Linked DNA regions of Mus musculus: all the other regions are linked to region 1. A link is a contact called in public promoter capture Hi-C data. All regions are on one chromosome and are shown on one strand. The core of a region is the stretch at or near the end of the contact, and the rest is flanking DNA. Distances in the headings are between cores, read along the strand shown.

Evidence for each region. Promoter capture Hi-C pulls out the DNA fragments that hold promoters and counts their contacts. Capture Hi-C pulls out chosen DNA fragments and counts their contacts.
Region 2: a promoter capture Hi-C map of pancreatic islet shows a contact between it and region 1, with 5 times the contacts expected there. The contact joins the promoter of Zscan26 here to the promoter of Btn1a1 in region 1. A contact is called at or near these places in 7 of 39 promoter capture datasets (the 3T3-L1 cell line, cranial neural crest, hematopoietic stem and progenitor cells and 4 more), 1 of 484 Hi-C or Micro-C datasets (CD4 T cells), 1 of 115 datasets of contacts at active chromatin or transcription factors (large pre-B cells) and 3 of 9 other capture datasets (liver, macrophages and pancreatic islet).
Region 3: a contact with region 1 is called in a promoter capture Hi-C map of hippocampal neurons, with 7 times the contacts expected there. The contact joins the promoter of Zkscan3 here to the promoter of Btn1a1 in region 1. A contact is called at or near these places in 3 of 39 promoter capture datasets (hippocampal neurons, liver and pre-B cells), 1 of 484 Hi-C or Micro-C datasets (B cells), 2 of 115 datasets of contacts at active chromatin or transcription factors (astrocytes and embryonic limb bud) and 1 of 9 other capture datasets (liver).

What each region holds. Positions count from the first base shown.
Region 1 is chr13:23,463,855-23,467,342 of GRCm38.p6, forward strand. It overlaps Btn1a1 (butyrophilin, subfamily 1, member A1), which reads right to left and starts at 2,047. Exons shown (of 8, transcript NM_013483.3): 1 at 1,928-2,047; 2 at 1,248-1,369; 3 at 378-728. The coding sequence starts at 1,326. Gm52036 (a long non-coding RNA gene) reads left to right here and starts at 570. Exons shown (of 2, transcript XR_003950563.1): 1 at 570-742; 2 at 848-1,634. n-TYgta8 (a tRNA gene) reads left to right here and starts at 3,222; the gene lies at 3,222-3,311.
Region 2 is chr13:21,451,677-21,455,459 of GRCm38.p6, forward strand. It overlaps Zscan26 (zinc finger and SCAN domain containing 26), which reads right to left and starts at 2,051. Exons shown (of 6, transcript NM_001347491.1): 1 at 1,902-2,051.
Region 3 is chr13:21,401,111-21,404,598 of GRCm38.p6, forward strand. It overlaps Zkscan3 (zinc finger with KRAB and SCAN domains 3), which reads right to left and starts at 1,645. Exons shown (of 6, transcript NM_001145778.2): 1 at 1,562-1,645.

The DNA of each region.
Region 1 (3,488 bases), core at 797-3,296:
TGGATTTAGCTTTCTGGTTTCACAGTAGGAAAAACTGAGTGGGAGATTTGCTTGATTTGGATCACTAACAGGGAGGGAAATTAGAGCTCAATGTATTCTTTCCTTATGATCTCAGACAGGGAGAAGAAGACAACATGAGTAATATGAGTAAAACCATTTTGGAGGTGGATAAAGAACTTTAGCAACGGACCACACTCTGTTAGGGTGTCAATCCTTAGGCATTAAACCACGAAGCTGTTCAGAGCATCTAAGATGCTCACCACAACCTTACGTAAACGTGAAAATACGTTTGGATTTGGAGAATGAACACGATGATTCTCCCCAAAGTGAGAGTCTCCGCGCGGAGTGACGAGGCGACACATCCCGTCTGTACCCACCAGCCACTTTGAGGTATACGGCGGCCTCCTCGAAGTCGTCGTTGTCTTTGAAAAGGCACCGGTACTCCCCCTGGTCTGAGACCCTGACATCTCGGATCAGCAGAGTAGCGCGGCCGTCTAGAAGCCCGGCTGTCGCCAGCGTCGCCCTCCCGCGGTACTCCGTCATCTGCTGGCCCTCCTGCTCCTGGCCATCCCGGTATAGAAGTACCGCTGTCGACCTCGTCTGTCGAAACCACAGCAGCTCCATGTATTCTGAGCTCGCGTTTGGGGAAAAGCCACAGGTCAGCTCGGCATCTGAGCCCACTAGGGCCAACACTGGCTCCTGAGGTGCGGTCACATCGAAGGGAGCTGCTGTAATAAACAAGGTCAGATAGGACGATGGGTTGGGATGGAGGACCTACCGGCCAGTCTCCTTGTAAAGAAAGGAACTCGGGGTGGCTGCTATTTCTTTTCTTCTGTTTATTTTTCAGACTGGATCTCATAAATCCCAAGGTGGCCTCCAGCTCACTATGTAGCCTTGAGCTCCTTGCCCTCAATTCTCAAGTGCGATCATTACAGGGGTGCACCACCACCACACTTAGCGTTCCAATTCCTTTGATTTAAAGGAAAAACAACTAGGCGCTCCCTACGTAACCCTGGATGCTCTGGCTATCTCTATGTAGACCAGGCAGGTTTTGACCTCAGAAAAATCTGCCTGGGCCCACCTGGTGCTGCAATTGCAGGTGTGTATTACCTCCCGCAGTGGGTTTCCTTTGAACTCACTGGATTGTGGTGAAGGTCCCCCCACCAGGAGCCAAACCGGGTCAGAGGTATTTATTTATAGGGACCTTCCAACTTTGCGAGAAAGAGAAGGCTAGAACAGAAACTTACCCGAATCCAGCGTGGGCAGCTGTAGGACAGTGAGGGTGAGCAGACAGACCAGGAGGCAGGAGTTGGTGGGAACTGCCATCTCTGAGCTAACTGGGGCAATGAAGCCCGCCAAGAGCTTCAGGCTGGGAGAGAAACAGTCAGGAGGTAACTATGGGTTCCGCAAGCGCCCTGTTCTCCACCAGTTTCTTCCAACCTGGAGGGCTCTGTATTTCCCCTACAGGGTCATTTTCAGTCCATTTTACAACAGCGCCTGCCCCATACCCTTCCTCTGTACGTCTGGTCCTCCAGCCCTCGACTGCCTCCAGAATGGAGCCGCGAGGCACAGTTGTAGATAATGAAGAAATCTCCTCATTTACAATAACAATAAAACAATAAAGTAAAATCGAATCGAGTGGGATACTTTGTTATTCGTGTTTAGAAGTGATAATGAAGATAAAGCCACGGAGGTAGAAATGGAGAACATGAAATGAAACGAAGGAGGAGAGAAAGACAAGGTGTGTTTCTCAACTGTAAGCCCAGCAGCTCTCAGGAGGGTGATCTCTGGGAGTTACACCGTGAGGTACATACAGTCTTGACAAAGTCTGAGAGAGAGGGGAGAGGCAGAGCTGAAGAGCTTGAGGAACAGAAAGCCTAGTACAGAGAAGAGACAAAGAGAGCTGAGCTGAGAGTGAAGCACCTACCGATTTCGACAGACCCAGAGGAAAAGGGAGCCAGAGCCACAGTGATCAAGTGAAAAGGGCTGCTTGTCACCCCGGGGCCAAAGAGAGAGCTCTTCAGAAGGAAGAAGGCTGTGTGCTGTTAGAGAAGCCTGCCCACAGGTGGCCAAGTGTATTTATTCGGGGTGGGGGGAGGAGCAGCCTTTTAAACATGTGGACTACAGATTAGTGGTCAGGTAGTTTGGGTTCATCCTCCTCCCCTAAGAGAACGATATATGCATTAAAGAGCTGTACCGAATATAGGGAATGGGGACAAAAAGAAAGAAGACTTGAGCAACTGAAATGAGTCATGAGGCCATCAGCCTGTGAATTTAACTCTGTGGCTTCAGTTCTTTTAACCCAAGTTCATGGGGGGGGAGGGGGGGGCGCAGGCGGGGGTCATTGTAAGTTTAAGGCCAGTCTGGGCTTCATAGCAAGATCCAGACTTGCAAGAGCTACATATGGAGAACAAAACAAAAGAGAGTGGGGTGTTTGTTACTTTTAAGAAAAAGACTAATGTTACTAATACCTTGTTTGAATTATGCCAAGTTGGAAAAGTATTAGACACAAACAGTATTGGAAACAAAACAGGCAAGAGAATAGGAGCCCAGAAAGTAAATTACTTTGTCATTACATCTGTGAATAGCTAAAGAGTGAGTCCACAATGGCTGCAGCTCTCCCTCCCTGATCTTTTCCATGAGACACCTTCAGGAATGTGGGTGTGGGTGGCAGGAGTCCACTGGATGTCCACCTTCAAGGTATAACTGCACAAGGACCTGGCGCTTCACCCTGCCATCAGTCATGAGATCAGCAATTTCTTATTTGGTTTTGAATTTTCATTTATTACTGAAAAAATGCAAAGATAAAGAAAAAAAACAGTTTTATCAATGATTGTTTCTATGCTGTACATAAATATAAAATAAAATTTAAGAACAATATATATCAGTTCATAGTGATAAGTTCATAGTAAGTTTTCCTGCATAGTTCATAGCATAGCTAATACGCATATATTTGCGAAGATTATGAGATTTCTAGTTCTTTTTCTAGTATAAAGACTGCACTTCGGGGGGAGGGTATGGAGGACTTTTGGGATAGCATTGGAAATGTAAATGAGGAAATTACCTAATTAAAAAAAAAAAAAAAAAGAATGCACTTGGCATTTGGTAGAAGGTCCATCTAGCATTCATGAAGCCCTGAGTTAGATCCCAGCACTGCTTAAAATCAGGCATAGTGGCTCCTCTAAGCTACTTGTGACTTTGCTAGGCACTATACATGGTATCCTTCGATAGCTCAGTTGGTAGAGCGGAGGACTGTAGGAGTATTCGACCTGGAAATCCTTAGGTCGCTGGTTCGAATCCGGCTCGAAGGAGGTCTGTTTTTGTAACTCAGATAGATCGATCTACCATGTCTGTTTGTTTTACTAGCCTGTAGCAAACAGTAAGGGCAAGATAAACTTTTTTTTTTTAAACGCACAGTAAAACAGACATGCTAACACATGCTTCTATTCCTAGCATTCGGGAGGCAGAGGTAGGAAGAGTTTGAGGCC
Region 2 (3,783 bases), core at 801-3,300, 2.0 Mb before region 1:
CTCCAGCAACCTTGAGTTCTTCTGATTCTACGGCTTCATATCCCTCATGTCCACCCTTGTATTTTCTTGATGGCATGCTCTCTTACTCAGACGTCTCTTACTTCAACTCAGTGGTTCTCAATCTGTGGGTCGTGACCCCCTTGGCAAAGCTCTGTCTCCAAAAATATTTATATTACAATTCATAACAGCAGCAAAATTACAGGTATAGAATAGCAGTGAAAATAATTTTGTGGTTGGACCTCACAACACGAGGACCTGTATTAAAGGGGCGCCGCAGCATTAGGAAGGCTGAGAACCACTGCTTTAAATGCTGGTCTTCCCGACACGGACTACTTGCCACACTGCACCTGAGATCTTCCTACGGGGGAAATGAAGCATGTTGCACACAATGAGTTGCCATCACCATCAAGATCAAGTTTAACATTTAATATGGTCTAAATTTTCCTTATGCTTTAATGACCAAACTTACCACTGTTGTTTGTTCTTGGTTCCTTATATATCCCACTCTTACAGGGAAAACCCTTTAACCTTTTTCTTATTGATTAGTCACAGCTCATGTCACAGTCAACAAGCCAACAGAGCTGCTCCACCTGTGCGTCCCTTGCTTAGTCAATCTCCACAGACACCACACTAAGAACGACCTCACACTACAGACGAAACTTGAAGAGTTGAAGAATTTATGATTTTACACAGGTTTCCAAGCTGATCTTCAGGGGTTTGTTTTTTTTTTTTTTGGTTTTGCCCCCCCCCCCTCCAGACCCCTTCCCCCATACACACACAGGGTTTCTCTGTGTAGCTCTGTTTGTCCGACAATTTGCCCTGTAGATCAGGTTGGCCTTGAACTCAGAGATCTGACTGCTTCTGCCTTCCAAACCTGGGATTAAAGACGTGAACCACCAACGGTGGACTGAACTTACCTTTGGTCCTTTTTTAAATCTACAGACCCCCGAATTATGAATTTATTTTTTCCTTCTCTCTCTTGTGTGTGTACATCTGATCCAGAAGCAAAAGCTGTGGGATCCACCTGGCCACAACTACAACAGTCAGTCTTCACTTCCTGCCAGATTTCCTGCCAGTTTTCCTTTTCCCCAAGGCTCTCACTCCCTAGCCCACAATGGGCAATTCTCCCAAGTGCTAGGATTATAGAAATTAGTCACTATGCTCAGATGCAGGTTTTTAATTGCACCCAACTTTGGTTTGCAACCCATTCTTGATTTCATTTCTGCTCATCCTCTAATCTATGCACATTATGGGTGTCCAATTACAAGACCTGTCTGAGTATGTCCTTCTATCACCCAAGACCAAGTTCCTCACACAACCAAATGGCCACTTTGTTCACTTACTTATCCTCTGTGGCAATCTTATTCACTGCGCTCGAAATACCCTGGTGCCCTCGTTAATCCCTAAATAAGACAGACAAGCTCCAGCTTTAGGGCCTCTGTATTCGCTGTTCTCTCACGTATGCCTTTTAAAGCCGCCTCTGTCTACCCATCTATTTCGGATTATCTACTCAAATATTCTATTTACTTACAGTGGTAACTACTTAAACATGCAGAAGCCATGTGTGGCAGCTCCAGCTTATGAGCTCAGAGCTCGGAGATAGAAGGATAAACAGGAGTTCAAATTAAGAGTATACGCCGCCAAATGATGAGGCCAACACGGGCTTCACGAAACGCTCTTAAAACCAAACAACAACAAACAAAAAAAGGGGGAAAAATCCCTCACAACAAAATAAAGCAACAGAACCCAGGAGTGCTGGCAATCTCAGCCATCAGAAAGCTGAAGTAGGAGATACGCTGGAGCTTGCAGTCAGCTTGAGCTGCGCAACAGCAGGAAACCGCCTCACCAACTACGTCCTGAGCTCCCTCCCTCTCCCATGCCCCGCAGCTTCCGTCACGCACCAGCTTCTGGTCCTCCCAGCTCCGAGGTGTGGAGAGTTTCTGTGTATCAACCAGACCCTCCGCTCGAGAGTCCCAAGTTTGCGGGTTCTCTCTCCGCTGGAACCCGATCACCGTACGTCCCCCTCGCCCTGGTCGCAGGGTCAGTCACACGTCTCTCAAAATCTGCGTTCCAGCCCAGTAGTTTCCGGCTCCGCTCTAGGACGATGGGAGGACCAGGACTCAACTCGGTGGTGTCCTGACTGGGTCTAAGTTGAAAGATTTCATTTACATAAATCAGACCATTTCGTTTGACTGTTTTCACACAGAGATGTCATCTCTATCACTAGAATAACAAAGCTCGGGCTGTAATCACAGCCACCAGCAAACAGACACAGCAATTGAATCTTTAGGTTGGGCTTTAGGCAAAAGCTGGCATGATCATGTAGGTTGGATTCTAGAGAACCAAAGTTAATTATTAGTGCTCAAGTTTATTCTTCATTCCCCACCCTTTTGCCACCAAGTTCCAAAGACTCCTATCTGTGCCTTCTTTATTTGGTTGCCTGAGTGTAGGGTTTAGAATTTAGAATTCAATGATATTTGAAGAGAAGTGGGGTAAAGATATGCCGATTTTCTTTCTAAAGTTTCTATGTTATTGTTGTTGTTGCTGCTGCTGCTGCTGAAAAAAAAAGTGGAAAAAAAAAAGTGAAGTTCACTTTGTTATTTTAAGCTTATCTTGTTTGACTTCGAACGAAGGCACTCAACAGAGCTTAGTCTGGTTAATGTATAGTGGTGTCAGTTATATGCTTTGCAGTCTGCTAAGCCAATGGTGTGTAAAGCTAACTCAGAACAAACATGTCAGAACAAACACAGCTTTAAGATGTTTTGTGTGCAGATTAACTCAGAGCAAACAAATCATCTGTTTAAGTCCTTCCTATAGTGTCTAACACAAAGTCCCCTACCACCCTTCCCTCCCCTATAATCCCCCTTGTTAGCCATTTACTTTGATAAATAGGCCACAGTTTGAGGTTCACCTCCAATCATTTGAGTGAGAACTCACATTAGGACTCCATCCTTTCCATGTTGACTGAAAAGACTTTTGCAAGCCCCAAATTCCCATGGTAGGAGCAGATGTCAAATCCCCTTTTAAAGGTTCCAAACCCATAACTATTTCTGGGTCCATTCAAAATTTCATAAAGGGGCTTAGCCATAGAGTCAAAAATTGGGACCAAATTCTACAGTAGCCTGTCATACCCAGGAATATGTTAAATTGCCTGAGAATTGCAAATTTTTGTTCCCCGTTTGTCTAACTGTTAGTCACTGCTTTCCAAGCAGACTCTTCTTTCCAGGCTAGAGGAGGAAACCCAGTAATTCCTCAGCCCGCTGACAGATTTGGGCCCTGCAGGCTAACAGTCCTGGTAAATGGTTTAAAGTCTCCTAGTTCCCAGTTACCTGCAAGTCTTTGACATCCTACTGCAACATGTCACCTTTCAATAGTTGGGCTTTTAAATCTTAACCCAGAGAGATGGTCCAGATGTTAAGAGCCCTTGCTGCTCTTCTAGAGAACCCAGTTCACAGCGGTTAGGCTCTCGGCTTATAATATCCTACAACTCCAGCTATAGGGCATCCAGGGGTTCTTCTGACCTTGTGCAGCAGCAGCAGCAACAACAACAACAACACACACACACACGTACACACACACACTTTAGAAAGAAAATTGGCACATCTTGGTCCTTCTTCTCTCCAAAGATAATTGAATTCTACATTCTAAGCCCCATCCTCAGGCCATCCAATCCTGCAAAGTCCTAGCATCTGTATAATTTAGAGTTGTAAACTGTTAAGTCTGATTCCAGCCATTCAAAGATGGAAAGGATCCTCCAATACTAGTAATAAAAACCGGAGGAAT
Region 3 (3,488 bases), core at 395-2,894, 2.1 Mb before region 1:
TACTGCAGGTGAGATGGAGTTTCTCTCTGATTCACATTCAAATCTTTACTAATGTCATTTTAAATAGTAAACAAAACCTTATCTTCTTTCTTTCCTGAGTACAGGCCAAAGCATTTTGTTGGGATCAAGGAAGAAGAGTAGAGCTGAGGCTAGAAAAATGAACACTGATACATTCTTAATAACGGCTTCACACACTCACGTTTTGTCAGCTTGCCTATCTGGAGTCTCACCAGCTGGGCAGAGTACAAAGGTACAGGATCAGAAGACTGTTTACCAACACAGGCGTTTGCCAAATAAGTAAACCAAAGACAAGGGTTTTGTTTTTGTTTTTGTTTTTTGTTAAGTTACAAATAGAGAAAAGAATGCTTCAGGGATCCCTGTATACCCTCAGGAGGTTAAAGATCCAATTCCTTAAGAAAAAGAAGGAAGATGAAAGGACTTTCAAAGACCACAAGAGGCATCAACTCAATGACCATGGCAAACTGTGTATGGTCAATATTAGCTTTAAAAACCTGCAAAAAGAACAAAGGGTGTTAGTGGGAACTCAGGATCAGATCGACTTATCTCTAATCTATCGCCAATCTACCTATCATCACTTCTAACTATCAGCCGTCCGTGTGGTTCTCACACTGGAGAGGAATCTCGCTGAGGGTCAGAAAGCTGGCAGGTCGGCAGCAATGTCTGCTTACAACAGGGTCCTAATCCTTCGCGGTTAGACGCTCCTCCTGTTTCTCAAGCTCCTCCTCCCACCAAAAAAAAAAAAAAAAAAAAAAAAAGGCATCCCCAGGATTTTAAACCTCTGTGAGCCTGACCATTACAAGACACTACACAAACCACTTTTACTCTTTGCTGTGGGATAGGCTCTTTTCCAGAATGTTCTATTTTCCCTCCTAAAATACAGAAATCATTCATTATAAAGAGAACTGATAAATAGTACTAACATTCAAAAGACAACAGCCAGTACCAAGGCTGATCGATGAAGAGAAAGTGCTGTCCTAGTTAGGAAAAGCAACAGGAATAATAACAGCTATCTTTACACTGTGCAGATTACCCCGTGCCTGGTACTATTTTAAGCACCTTTGCACAAATGAAGCCATTTATTCCTCACAACAATCCAGTAAGTTAGGCGACATCATTATCCCCTAAAATAGCAAAACACAGAAAGGTTAAGGGACTGGGGGGAGAAGTCACAAAGGAGCTGAGGCCAGATTCGACCAAGCAACCCGATTCCAAAGTTCTGGCTCTCTTCCAGTACCCCAGAATAAAGACCTTGGAACTGACCTTGTCTCCAGGAAAAGCAAAACTGTGACGTCTCCCATTTTCAAAGCTTAAGTACAAGACCCGAGAATCCCATCGCCAAACGCCCTGAGACTGACCAGACACCCGGAACCGGCCTGAGGCGAGGCGCCCGAGGCCCTGTCGGGCGCTCGGCCCAAGTGGCCACCGAGTTTATCTTCTCGGCGCCACTAGGCCGCGGAGGAAGATGTTTTGTCCCACCCCCAACCCCCACAAGCAGCCGACCCCTGCGGGAGGACGGTAACAGGACGGGACCCAAACCCACCCGCGAACGCAGCACCTCGTAGCACCCCGCAGTCACAAAAGTGTCGAAAGTCCGACCCCGGGGGGCGGGGCACAGAGCACTTCCGGCTTCTCTAGGCACCAGCGACACTCTATGATCCCCCCCTTCTCCCTCCTCTTAGTGGTTGCTTCGTAAAAAGACTTTTAAAAAGAAATTCTTTTAGCTGAAGTAGCAATGCAACATTTTCTCTCCTCCCTTTACTTCCTCCAGTTTTTTCCGTCCTCTTGGTTGCCTCGTAAAAAGACTTTTAAAAAGAAAAAAATTTTAACTGAAGTAGAATTACATCACTTTCCTTCCTCCCCCTAGTCTTTTCTCCTACCCTCTCACTCTCAAGCTGATAGCCTCTTTTCTTTGTTATTGCTACATTCATGTGTGTTTGTGTATATGTATATATGTTGTATATATGTATGTGCATGAACAAGTATATATCTATATCTATACAGATATAGAGATATCTGTATCTATATATGTACATATTCCACTGGCTAAGTTTTTGTTTTTATATGTTATTTGTGTGCATATGATTTCAAGGTTTCAAGACTGCATTGGACAGCTAATAAGAGGGCTCATCTTAGGGAGAGACTAATTCTCCATTTCCCAGCAGTCAATAGTTGCCAGTAGTTCTTTGGTTTGGGGTGGCACCCTGTGAAATTTTACCCCCTTCCATTGATATTGATATTGTCTATTGATACTGCAATTGTTTCAGTCTTGTGTATGCAGCCATTTCTTGGAGGCTGTTTCACAGCTGACATCCTAGATTTCTTACAATTTTTTTTTTGCCTCCTCTTCCTCCATGTCCTCTGAGCCATAGATGCAGGAGACATGATGTGGATGTATCTGTTGGGGTTGGGACCACCATGATCTGTCAGTCTTTGTTCTGTATCCAATTGGGTTTTTAGTGATGGTCTCTATTCTTTATAAAGAAAAGCATCTTGGATCACAGGTGGTAGCTACATTATCCAGGAAAGATGACTCTAGCACCAAGAGACTTTCAAAATTTGTTTTTTCCAAGGACAACTAAGGGAAGATAGCAAAAGAATGAGCTCCTATATAGCCTTCCTGAAATCTCTGTGATGTCAAGAAAAAGGAAAATTATATGTTCTCTATCGTCATAAAGAAGCCCTAGGGAAATGCATAAGAAAATGTTTGTTTAGAAACTGCATGAAAAGGGAAAATAAAAGTGAGAGGAAATTAAACTATTAATTATAAATATATAACAGTATTTTTGTTTTTGTTTTTGTTTTTGTTTTCCGAGACAGGGTTTCTCTGTGTAGCTCTGGATGTCCTGGAACTCACTCTGTACACCAGGCTGGCCTCAAACTCAGAAATCTGCCTGCCTCTGCTTCCAGAGTGCTGGGATTAAAGTCATGCGCCACCACGCCCGGCAACATATAACAGTTTTCAGGACCATTCTGAATGCCCTTTATAGAAAAAGCCAAGATAATTTAATCTTCAACTTATAATTAGCAAATTTAGCAAAGCTACTAAAATTTCAAAATTGATATTGATAGTTACATTTTTATAACAAACACAAATAAGAAAACATCACCTTAAAAGATAATCATTACAGTAGCAAGAAAATATAAAAGAGACCTCAACAGAAACAGAAAGGCTTTATTTATTAAGGATAGATAGTTGAAAGCCAGAGAAATTGGCTCATTCCTATGATCCCAGCATGTGGGAAGCTGAGGAGGAAGAGCCACTTCAAGTTACAGCTCCAAGTTCCAGGCCAGCTTGGAGTTCTGGATTACAGGGTGAGAGCCATCCTCACAAAACAAAACAGCCCCACTCATGGTCATGCAAGTAAACACAATTAAACCCAGTGGTTCACACACACAAAGAGACATCATGTTGTGGTGATCCCAGCCACAGAATTATTCTCATTGCTACTTCATAGCTGTAACTTAGA